2 separate regions of the Zea mays genome follow, and region 2 is linked to region 1. Evidence: chromatin contacts called from public Hi-C data. All regions are on one chromosome and are shown on one strand. The core of a region is the stretch at or near the end of the contact, and the rest is flanking DNA. Distances in the headings are between cores, read along the strand shown.

The links. Hi-C and Micro-C count contacts between places; a contact is called where the count stands out from the background.
Region 2: a Hi-C map of leaf shows a contact between it and region 1, with 5 times the contacts expected there. The contact joins the promoter of LOC100276016 here to the promoter of LOC100275594 in region 1. A contact is called at or near these places in 5 of 25 Hi-C or Micro-C datasets (ear, endosperm, leaf and 1 more).

The regions. Positions count from the first base shown.
Region 1 is chr3:6,107,192-6,113,644 of Zm-B73-REFERENCE-NAM-5.0, reverse strand. It overlaps LOC100275594, which reads left to right and starts at 1,835. Exons shown (of 9, transcript NM_001149644.1): 1 at 1,835-2,474; 2 at 2,574-2,759; 3 at 3,246-3,355; 4 at 4,079-4,187; 5 at 4,495-4,650; 6 at 4,946-5,061; 7 at 5,209-5,375; 8 at 5,664-5,794; 9 at 5,890-6,305. The coding sequence starts at 1,881. The coding sequence ends at 5,997.
Region 2 is chr3:6,244,615-6,250,878 of Zm-B73-REFERENCE-NAM-5.0, reverse strand. LOC100276016 reads right to left here and starts at 3,691. Exons shown (of 2, transcript NM_001350157.1): 1 at 3,106-3,691; 2 at 363-1,267. The coding sequence starts at 3,592. The coding sequence ends at 417. It overlaps LOC100501160, which reads left to right. Exons shown (of 3, transcript NM_001195956.2): 3 at 1-87.

The DNA.
Region 1 (6,453 bases), core at 586-3,085:
TAGGAACTTATCAAACCATTCAAACCCTTAAGGTTCCTTTCTTTGAAGCTATGCCTCTTTTTAGTAAGGTTTGGCTATTTTCTTCACTGAGTATTTTACAATCAATATCATGAACCTGCAATAATTTATTAACAATTTAGTTAGTCCATAATATTACGATGGTCATCGAACACCAAAACCGATATAGAAATAACTTAATCATATTTCCCTTTCGGTGAGTAAAAACTAGAGCAAAACATAAATAGGGTTGGGTACGACTGTATGAGATAGGCTACCACGACAATTTGAAATATATCTGAGTACTACAGGCATGTTTGGTTCGTGGCTAAATGTGACACACTTTGGCTAAGGTTAGTCGTCCAAAGTGACCAAACATGCCCTACATCTGTCCTGTAATATAATATATTTTAAAAAGAATATGGCAACTTAAGAAACTTCTTAAATGATATGAGTACCCGTAGGTTAAATCCAACAAAAGACAAGCCTTAAACTATACTGTCCATTTTAACATTTTTGCCAAATGTAATATGGACACAATGTAGAATACTTTATATTTCAGTATAAATTTTAAAAGCCGTGAGATAAATAGAGTCTACAATGCTCTGCAATCAGCCCATTTTGGTATTTCGAGTGGTTTTTGGGCCTCAAATTACCCGTTTTAACATTTTTTGCCAAATGCAATATGAATACCATGTATCTCTAGTATTTTAAAGAAGAAATAGTTTCATGTTTGATACGTAACGCGCAAAACGCGCATGCCACCCACTTCTCGCATACCAATAGATTGTTACACTACGTATTATTGATGGACGGACCGTGAAAAGCCACTTAAAACTAACACAACAGATAAAAGCCACACATAAAACATCGCTCGCACATAATACTACCTCATTAGTTGAAGAAGAACGAGTAACCAAGTTAGCTATATAAAAAAAGGGCGAGCTTTTTTTCGCTGATACCTTTCTCGACCTTGTGACTAAGATAAAATAAAATATTTATTTTTATCGATTTAGTATCTGATATGTGGATCATATGTTTACTTTAATATTAAATTTATTTTTATAGATATCAAATATAATTGTGTACTGTTATAACGCACGAACTTTGAACTAAGTAATACTTTATATTTTAGCATAAAATTTGAAAGTCGTGAGATAGATAGATGTCCTATTTGTTTCAGCTTTTGGCCACCGGAAGCTGCTGCAGATTACCAAGAGCCTAGCTTTTCAGTCTGATTTAACGAGAACTGTTTTGGTGAAAACGTTCAAAATCAATTTCAATATGAAATCAGTCGAGTCGTCGTGATAGTAGAAATATATCACTTTCTAGATCTTAAACCTTACGAACCATTTCGTCTTTCTTCTCATATAATCAACGCGACACTTAGATTCTCTCTGTATAGCCAAAAGCTCATCAGATATTCGAGGCCTAGAGTCTACAATCCTCTGCAATCAGCCCTTTTTGTATGAGAACATATCTGGTACACATATTAAATCATCATCAATCATTTTATATCTAATGTCTTTAGTTGTTTGATATATTTTGCTAAGAACACCCTCCAACGTGGCGGAGTGTAGTGATGGAAAGTGTTATTTATAAATTACAATAATTAACTAGAGACGTTAGATATAAGATGAGTGATGATGATTTAATATATGCACTGTATACACTAAACTTTTATATGCACAAGATATATATCCTCTTTTGGTATTTCAGTGGTTTTCCGGGCCTCGAACTGTCCAACTGATTGAAGGTGCGGGGCCACTTGTGCGCCACTGCCGTTGCCTTCTATCCGGCGCCATCTCCACCGTCCACTGCCCCATCCGCAGTTCCACACCACACTACGCCGCCGCAGCCAGGCAGACAGAGGCAGCCCCCTCATGGCTGCCCACGCCGTCACCCCGCTCACCATCTGCTGCCTCCGCCGCGGCGTTCCCCTCAACCACAGCCGCCGCCTCCTCGCCGTAGCCGCCGCAGCGCCAGAATCGCCCGCGCCTACCCCCGCGCCATCCCAGTTGCCGCTTCCCCCGGTTCCTCCTCGCAAGGGCTACTTCCCGAAGCGTGGCGAGACAGTCGAGCTCACCTGCGAGGCGCTCGCCTTTAAGGGCAAGGGCGTCTGCAAGGTCGCGGGCTCCACGTTCGTCCTGCTCTGCGATGGTGCGCTCCCTGGCGAGCGCCTCATCGCCCGCGTCCGCCGCCTCCGCCGTGGCGCCTTTGCCGAGGCCGCCAAGCTCAGGACCCTCGAGCCACACCACGACGCCATCGAGGCGCCCTGCCCCCTCGCCGCTGACTGCGGCGGCTGCAAGACCCAGTCTCTCGCGTACGCCGCGCAGATCCGCCACAAGCATCACCAGGTTCGCGACTTGCTCGTGAACTTTGGCAAGTTTGATCCCAAGCGCCTGGAGAGCTCGGAGCCGGATGATATCCTCAAACCCACCGTGCAGTGTGACGAGATATTCCGGTACAGGAACAAAGTGAGGTTTAACTGTGGGGTTTATGGTCGGTTGGTTTTGGCGTTTTGAATGGTAATAAAGTAATAATGTTCACGTCATCTTGTGTTTTCGTTGTTGCAGATGGAGTTCTCGTTTGGGACGAAGAGATGGGTGCAAAAAGAGTTGAAGGACAAGGGTGAGGAGGTGGAGGTGAAGCAGGAAACGAATGAAACTGATGGATATGCGCTTGGACTGCACGCACCAGGGTTCTTCGACAAGGTGCTACATGTGCAGAAATGTTTTCTGCAGAGTGAGCCAGCAGATAAGGTGACGAATTGGTTAATTGTGATGTATGAGATTTGCTTTATTAGAAAAATGATGACATGTTCAGGTGTAGTCTTGTGAATTTCGGTAACATTCCGTAGGATAGTTGTCTGAACAGGGTTGCTCAGACAGTGTCTACAATTGACATAATTAACGGGGTTTTGCTTATGTGCAGAGAAATATGTATTGCACTCTAATTGATAATCTGTTAGGAGGGTTTTGCTTATGTGCAGAGACATATTGTTTATAGCTGGTTGTTGTACTCTAATCTTTCTGATCTAGAAGTGTGGAACCATATGGATTGGAGGTAATGTCAAAGCTGTGCTGTTTACTAAACAGCATTGCGTTGCTTATGTTAATGAGGTTGATTGATTGTTGCTTGTTGATCATGTTATTTAATTGTTGATTGGTGGGTGAATAGCACGTAGCTTTTTTATTGGTCGATTAACAATATGGGATGCTGAATTAATTAGCTGCTAATGTCTATAGGTTCTTGCAGTTGTTCAAGAAACCTGGATGGATCCTGCCATAGGCCTCACACCTTATGATGTCCATAAGCATGTTGGGTTTCTCAAGCATCTGATGATAAGAACTGGAAGGTATGGTATTCCATCTTGTGTTTTTCACATGTTCTACAGTGATGTATATCTCATTTTGCTGGTTGAAACCTTAATATAGTTTACTGTATTTTTATTTTTTGTCTTAGAGTTACATGTCTGACACCTTTTATTGCACACATGCCATTTTTATGCATAGTAAATTGTAAGTGCTAGAATTTAACTAAAAAATGTCTATACAAGACTCACTCCATTAAACAAATATCACATTATAAGTTGAATTCAGAATATGTGCTTTTATGATGCTCCCATGCTTCCATTGTCAACTCTGTTTCAAAAGGCGATGCCTAGGTTCTAGGCGATGTGGCACTATAACCACCTTTTTTTTAACCATGGCATCACTCTACCCACATTTGAAATTACAACCACACAGTCTCACCTTGCTGCAAGGTGGAGCTTAATCGACTGACTATCACCTGACACCTAGCGCTTTGTAAAACATTGATCACTGAGACAATGGGATTTCATATTTAAACAGTTAATCAAGCTGTGTTTTTGCTTTGTTAGCTGCTTGATCATATATATATTACTATCTAGGAAGATGTTCTGGCTACATTTTTTCTTTTAAAACTCAAGTAATGTTGATAAGGGAATAACAGATGTCAGTATTTCCATGTAAACTACCATTGTTTCTTTTGTTGTCCACTGAGCAAATCATTTTGTGTGATGAGTTTCTTTAAAGATTCCACTTTATTTTCCCCCCAGAAACATCAGCACTGGAACTCCAGAAGTAATGGTCAATTTTGTGACGTCATGTTATAAGCCAGATGTATTGATGCCTCTTGTTGATAAAATCACAAAAATACCTGAAGTGGTATGTGATTGGTGCCCTTTTGTTCTGAACTATGATAATGATGAAATATTCTTAAGCTACTCGCTTTTGTGATGATAGCTATTATAATCGACAAACAGCTCTTTATGTAAGGACTGTTCTAGTTTTTGTGCCAATTAAAGGTGTGTTTGGAAGTGAGTGATTGATCTAGGTGTTTTTAAGATTTAGTTCAAGTTTGTAGCTAATCTTAGGGATTTGAATTTTGAAACTACCTTCCCAAACATGCTTTAAATATTTTGGTTTCCAGTTTTGGGGCTCCAGTATTGATATTTCTATACTGTTAATGTAGGTTAGTGTCATAAATAATGTGAACTCGTCTGTTGGTAATTCATCTGTGGGTGAACAAGAATATACTTTGTACGGGAAGCCAAACATTACAGAAATGTTGAGAGGACTTGCGTTCCAGATATCTGCCAACTCCTTTTTTCAGACTAATACAAAACAGGTTTGTTTTTGTTGAATGATGAATGGAGATTTTATTGCATTTTTGTTTTGACCACTGCACCCTTCCATCATGGTGTTTCTCTCCAACTCCAATCATCCTGTGGTTTCCCCCATCTTCTGTAGGGTGAATGAAAGGAGCTAAAGAAAGCATAAGTTAAATATGACTGTATAAGCAGATAAATGAGCTTGTATGCTTGTATAGATGAGAAAGACCAGTAAATGGAAAAAATGAACTTTGAAATGATGTCCCTTCCTGGTGTTTAATGATCTGAGCCCTCTCCTTTGACTTCTTGCAGGCTGATGTTCTTTACAAGCTTATTGAAGATTCTGCTGGGCTTAAAGGAGATGGCTCTGAAATTGTTCTTGATCTGTTTTGTGGAACTGGAACCATTGGTTTGACCTTTGCCCGAAGGTAGTTTTTTTTCAGGTGTACATATTCCGTGAGACAGATATTTCTGGTTGTGAGAGTATAATTGCTTTCTTGGTTAACATAAACCCATTTTCTATTACAATATTTTATGGCAACCATTTTTAGTAAACACTTTTCTGCTTGGCTCAGGGCAAAGCACATTTATGGATATGAAGTTGTCCCTGAAGCCATTGAAGATGCGCGAAAGAATGCCAAGTTGAACGGTATCAACAATGCAACATTTGTTCAAGGGGACCTCAATAAAATCAATGAATCATTCGGGAAGGAATTTCCAAAGCCTGACATAATCATCTCAGGTTGTATTGGTTTTTATACTGATACTATTCTTTGGCATTCAAATTTTAGTTATGCCATGATGTTCCCTGGAAATTTGTTTGACAACAACAGTTCTTTCTAAATCTGCCTTAATTTAGTGTTTTCATTAGCTACATACAGGCAACAACAGCTTTGGTAGGCAGCTTGATGAGCGTTACCTTATATACAACAAATATGACCTGAAGTTTTAAATTTTATGAAGCTATATACTGGATCAGTTGTAATTCTAGTCTGCTTCGTAACCCAACTGACAAAAATGAACTGTACAGATCCTAATCGCCCTGGGATGCACATGAAGTTAATCAAGTGGCTGTTAGAAGTTAAAGCTCCTCGAATAGTGTATGTCTCATGTAATCCAGCTACTTGTGCTCGGGATTTGGACTACCTATGTCATGGCGTGGTATGCTTTGTCCTACTATTGGCACTTAACCCATACCTTTTGATATTTTAGTTCTCTTGTGATAATTAGTTGGTGCTTCAATAATTTGACTGCAGGAGGAGAAAGATTTGAGAGGATTCTATGAACTGAAGAGTGTAATTCCTGTGGATATGTTTCCTCATACTCCTCATATTGAGTGTGTATGCTTATTGGAGCTGCGTTGATTTTCAGTTTTGGTCAGGTAAACCCACTGGAGCCTTGTTTGGGTGACGAGTATTCACCTCAATCCATATAAGGCATTGTTCGGCACTCTAGTATTTAATACATATTGGGATCCAATACATGGTGGGATTGAGTGAATCCATCCCATGTCACTTAAACCATGTGTGTTTCAATTACAGCTGAGATTTAATACATGGCTAATTTTCCATTGTTTAGTTACACCACATGGATACATTAATTTGTTGCATGTATTTAAAAACATCAGTGTCCATCATATTAGGTCTCTGAAGCGGATGAAATTTGAAGCATCAAAATCAGAAGTTGGCCACTCATTTGTCTCTTATTACATTACATTGGAGTGTGTGCATTTAGATAAGAACAAACCAAAGGGAGAGAGCTATTTTTTCATTTGAACAACATAACATACTGACTATCCAACAAGCAATTCAGACGACTCC
Region 2 (6,264 bases), core at 2,442-4,941, 140 kb before region 1:
TGTACAATCTTGAGAAGGAATACAAGTTCAAATGCATAACTTCGCTAGGTTGGTATAATGCTAACCTCACCTGATTAATGGTCGATTAATCTCCTTGCTGTTCCATGTACACGGGAAAAGAACGTCACAAGTCACAGCTAGAGTAGCAGGTAATAGCAAAATAATGCAGGTACAGTTTTCAACAAGTAAAATATTTAGACAACAAGAAATATAGTAATATAGAATGGACTAAACAGAGACAACCATACTTGCAGCGTACAATGCTAGTGCACAGTATGTCATCAAACAAAACCAGCTCCCAATCGTGTAGAAGGGGCTGCTATGTTAGCAAAACTACAAGTATCAGTCACACAGATAATTTCAGTTATGTAACCAATATGCCTACAAGTACGAATATGCATATATAGACAGTATTACTACTGCCAGGTACCCCACTGCCATCTGATCTCTGGGAAGTTCTGCATACAAATCGACATTGCATCTTGACGACGGACAGCATCAGCTGATTCAGCGTGGAAAAGCACAGTCACCTCACACAAAGGTGCACAGATCTCAAACAGGGGCATGAGATGGAAACAACTCCCTGATTGTGGGACATGAATTAGGAGCTTCTTCAGGCAACTTCCAAACTGGATATCTTTGTATTGGGCAAGACATAGTTTCAGTTCACGTGAAAATCTTGGGCCCAGCTTGACTTCACTAAAGCTGGCTAGCCGTCTTAGAAGATAATCCGGGTTAACTGCTTCAAGAAGTTCATATTGACTTGAAGACTCAGGTAGCTCGAGCTCCAATGTCCTGATAGCTTGATTGTCCATGAATGCTGGAAAAAGGGAACTAAAATCCAGTGATTCTATGCGAAGATTCGACAAACGCAGAAGGCCATCAACTCGGGCAGTTGCACCAAGTTTATCAATGGTGAGCTTTAGAGTAGACAAGGATGGAGTGTCCAAAATGAGTGTATCTGGTCTGATACATTTCAACTCCAGAAAAACCAAGTCTGGTGCATGGACAACCAAAGACCGTGGGACATTTGATACCTCCCAGCAGCAAGCCTTTAGTTGAAGAAGGTGGATCTTAGGGTCCTTGAGCCCTCCGACTCCTATAAGATTAAGGGTGTGAAGGCAAGGAAAACATTCATTCAATTGGTTGAGGTCTTCATCATCCAGTCTAATGAACTCAAGCGTCAGATAAGTCAGATTTGGCATTTTCTTGAGCCTGTCAACAGAAAGCCATGCATTTTTAAGGCACAACTTGACGAGATTTTGACCTGCGCAGAACCAGATCATTGCAGGCAAGATTAATCAGCAAGATACCTTAAACAGAGTATAATGGATGGCTTTTTCATCAAGAACATGGTAAATCTGTGCGTATATAACAAAATGCCACAAACGATTTACTTCCATAGAAAGAAATCATATCAAGTGATCAAGTCTTGGGCTCATCGCGGGTAAATTATATTGTTGCTAGAATGTTGTGCATTATCATTCCACAAATATTGCTTGTATTATCGTCCAATAACTTGATGCTACTTGAATACCAAAATTGTTGTTTGGTGGTGAAATTGTTGTTTGATGCTGATGGAATGATGAAATTGTTGTTTTGTGTTGAATGCAGAAATTGTAGTGGGTGGTTAGCAGGTATCCGTCGGGTAGCGGATACCTAGTGTGTACGGGTATGGGTATAGATACATACCCACGAGCGTTTATGGGTACGGATATCGATTGTGTTTTGTCTCGTGGATATGTATTCGCTAACCATATATCTGTGTCCTAACCGCCCGATTGTCATCCCTAATCAAGTCTTGGGCTCATCGTCTATGGCTATAACCACTCATGATCCCGTTTGTTTCAGCTTATTTGCTGATTCTGGCCACCAAAAGCTGTTGTGGACTGCCAAACGTCCATCTTTTCAGCCAGCTTCTATGAGAATCGGTTTGGTGAAAACCGTCGAAAATCAACGTGAACATATATAATAGGGTGAGTCATCGTGATAGTAGAAATCCGTCACTTTCTAGATCCTAAACCTAGTAAACCCTTTCATCTTCCTCCGTACGTAATCCCACGATACTCAGATTCTCCCTACAACCAGATTCTCATAAAAGCTCGTCAGAAAAAGCTAAAACAAACAGTCTCATATTTATCTAAACTTTCTTGGAATTTGCCACTCCCATGTCCGTATTCAGAATTTGCATACATTAACCGACATGTGGGCCCTGGACCAACATAACAATGAAGCATCAAACACCAAATACTGAATTTCCCCTATTTCTTCAAAGTGTACACTACACACTAAACAAGCTAGAGGGGTAATAGGTACATACATCAGTATAAACAATCAGAAGCTACATGAAAAGGAATAACAAAAGAACATCCAGTCAACCAATCTACAGAATCAGGTGCCATGTTCCAAGGCAAGAGCGTGACTAGGTTAGTCTATCCTCATTTTATTACCATTTTCAACCTAGAGACACTTCAGTTCCTTCAAACAGTACGCTGCAAAGTATTATATTCATCCAAAATAAGGTAAACTACAAACAAAAAATGAGTTGAATGGTGCTTACATGATGCACAAGTAGATTTAGTGAGAACATTAAAAGTTCACGACCTTGTCATGAGGGGCAGAGCCAATATTGCCACCACTTTGGATAATGGCATGGTCTCCAAAACATAACAAATTTATGCCTCCATGAAAGTACTTTCCAAGATAACTTGATGAATATGGTGAGTTTATAGATACTTCAAATGTTATTTATGATCAAAGTTTTCGACGTTTGAGCTTATTATTCTACAAAAACATTAGGAGGCTGTTGCGTTACACAACACCTAAATTATATCGATTAGGGGAAGTTCCCTATGAACAGGAGTACATGACCCCTCCTCCCCCTCTCACCACTGCTTGATATGATTTTGAACTAATCATCAAATGTCTACGGAGAGTTAGTGTGCCGGATATTCAGCTATATGTTTACATCAATCAAGCATGGCATAACCGAAGACAGACACACCAAACGAAAATGACACTCTCAGAGTGAAACCTTGCATGCAGTAGTATCTGTAGAACTCGCGTATAACCAGAGGTAATCTCCTTAAAAAAAAGCTCGCATACAGTAGTGTGAGATGAGGGGGAGCGCCTCGGCCTTCCGCCAGCACGCTTGCGGCCAGTAGTCGGCGATATCAAGCTCCCGGAGGACCGTTCCGGCGGAGGTCGTCGCCCAGGCCGCCACGGCCTCGCCGCAGGTGAGATGCAGGCCGTCGGCCTCATCGAACTCTCCCTCCTCCACCCACATCGCGTCATCGGGGGAACCCTGACCGCCGGCCGTGTCGAGCGACAGGGACCGGAGGTGAGGCCCGAGAAGCGAGGCGAGGTTTGCAGTGGTCGCGCGGAAAGCGGGGGAACCACCACCGCCCTCGCGCCGGCGGCGGGCGCGGTCGGCGGCGCAGAGGCGAACGCGGGGGCAGATGTAGGACGCGGCGAGAAGCGTCCGCGAGGCCAGGCGGCAAGCCGCGATGTCTCCGGCGTCAGCTACACGGCCCAGGACGTCGGCGAGGACCGCCGCCGGGAGGACGTCCAGGGGGTCGCCGGAGGCTGACATCTGGAGATGGATTCTGTGGATGTGGCGTGCGAGCAAGTGTCCGCACAACGGCGCAAGCGCAACCGGCTGAAACTGACAGAAGAAGCCCAGCCCAAGTCCATGTGGGAGTCGGGGACCTTCCTAGTTTGTAAGCCTTATTTTTCAAATGATTTTTATTTTTCTATAGAAAATTAATTTATTTTCTTTGTTAAAATGGAAATTCCTCGTGAAAGCGGAGTTTCTAAAGTAAACCTGAGGCTGTCTCCACATATGACAATGGCTACTCGAAAACGATAGGTAAAAACACTAGTAAATGCTAGTTTGGAAATTCTATTTTTTTTCAAAAGACTTTTATTTTCCCAGGAGAAAATAAACTAATTTTACTTGGGAAAATAAAGTTCTCAAACTAACCCTAAAACATGGGTATAACAAATTTTGGTATTCATGAATATTTTATTAGGTTATTTGGTATACCTATCAAGTATGGTGAAAGTGTGTATGCTCTCTTTTGTCTCATATCCGCTAGTGAATCCAGATTAAGGTGTTTCATATAAAATGAAGCTTCATAGATGAATCTACTATTGACCAACCTGAAATATTTTGGAGCTGCCTAGGTGGTAATTTTGAGCTCACATCGTGTATACTATGTATGTTTAAATAGAAAATTACTAATTTTACTGCTATACTGAAGCTTTTACTTTGAGAGCAATACTGAAACTGTAAGAGAAGGATGCATTTAAGCTCAAATAGCTTACAGGTCTTATATATTTAAACATTAAGTATTGTGTATTGAATAATTAGATAACTATCCTAATGTTTTATGTTGTCGTTGAAAACTCTCTTTTGGTCCAAAAGTTTTGTACTATCAATGTTATATTTTGTGTGATTTTTATGACATGATATTACCATTTAATGTTGAATGTTGTTGAACTTGTGATAAAATTATTGTCGGGTATCGTAATTAAGGGTACCTGTATCATGTCCATAAACACACTTAACCATGAGGTTTCCATCTGCCACATTCCCCGAGAACAATAAGGTATAAACCATGATTCGCCCAAGGCCCCTCTCGCCGGTCACCCATAACTTCACCTCGCACGAGCCTGCCCTTGGACAAGATACGTACTCAGGAGAATCCTCGTCCCGGTTGAGGCCCCTTCTCCCCAGAACTACCGTCTCCACCTCGCCTGAGCCCGTCTTGGGCAAGGAAGACAACCCCGAGGCAGGTCTCAGCCAAAGGCCGCAGGAGACATAAGCATTCAATGTGCATACCTACCCACGTAGTGTCACAGGCGAACAGGAGCGACAAGACCGCGGTCCCGTCGGACTTCACCAACTACGATGGCGTATGTCTGAGTACAGCGGCCACTGTTTCCCCATGCTACCTGCCAAATCCTAATGGGACACGCATACGACAAAAGTGTGGGCTCGTCCTCGGGCGCAAACTCCACCTCGCCTGAAGACAGCCTCAACCTTGGGACAAACTCCGCCTCGCCCGAGCCCGGCCTTGGCTACCTGCTCCATGTGAATCTCGCAGGAGACCACTCCTTCAACTATGTTGCACACGTCTATGAATCTTGGAGCGGGCTCGGTCACGACCTCGTGCAGACTTCCGCCTCGCCTGAGCCCAGCTTCGACCTCGATATTATCAACGAAAGGGTGTCCAACGTCACCAGAAACAGTGGAGCTAACGTATTACCCAGAGGCTTTTCGCCATACACAACACGGCATGGACAACCTCTCTGTCAGGTAGGCTCGGGTACGTGACCGAGCCCTCGACCCTGGCCTTGGTTCTCTGCAGGAACCAGACGTCTCTACCAGGCATAAGTCAACAGCAAGTATAAGCCCCATACCACAGGTCATACCGTCCAAGGGGCTCGGCCTCGCCTCCTCACCGTACGCGGTCAATGTCACACCCGGTTTTGGAAGGTAAACCGAATGTGAACCATGTACGTGCCAGGATCAGAAATTCACGTACACGGCGATTACATAAATGACTCATCATAGCACAATGCTTCGAATAACAATAAAGAGTAAGTAATAATACTACAAACTAGAGTCATTTAAATAATATGAATCAAAGTACACAGAACAGAAACATAGCCAACGTAAATAAACCCACCACAGGCAGCTGACTGGAGGAGGTCGCTAGCCTTATCCATGAACTCGTCGAAGTCCTGGAACTCATGGAGATCCACCTCGACGTCTTTCTCCTTCTTCTTTATCTGAGCATAGATTGCACCAAAGGCAACTTGGTGTTTTGTGAAAGCAAGGGTGAGTACACATCAACGTACTCAGCAAATGTCTCGTTTGGCTGAAGTGGACTAGCTTTATGTGGGGTTAAGCTCAAGCAGTTGCTTTTAGTTGGTCAGGTATTTATTATTAGTGGAATCCAAGTTTTAGTAATAGCCAACCAGTGGACCATTTCCTCATCGAGGAAACATCATTATCATCGTCGTATAAAAACCATTAATAGAATCATTGTAACTCGGATCATCTGTATCTCTAATCAAAGAGGATCCCAAGGCCGCTCTTAACCGTGAGCATGGCTGATATATCAATTTCTAACCCTCTGCAGAGGTAGCACACTTTACCCACAAGTCGTGATTCCCATTCTGCCCGGAGATCATGACTCTCCATTGATCACTACCAAGGTGACCTAGCAGGGTCTCACTACGTAGCCTTTACAAAGA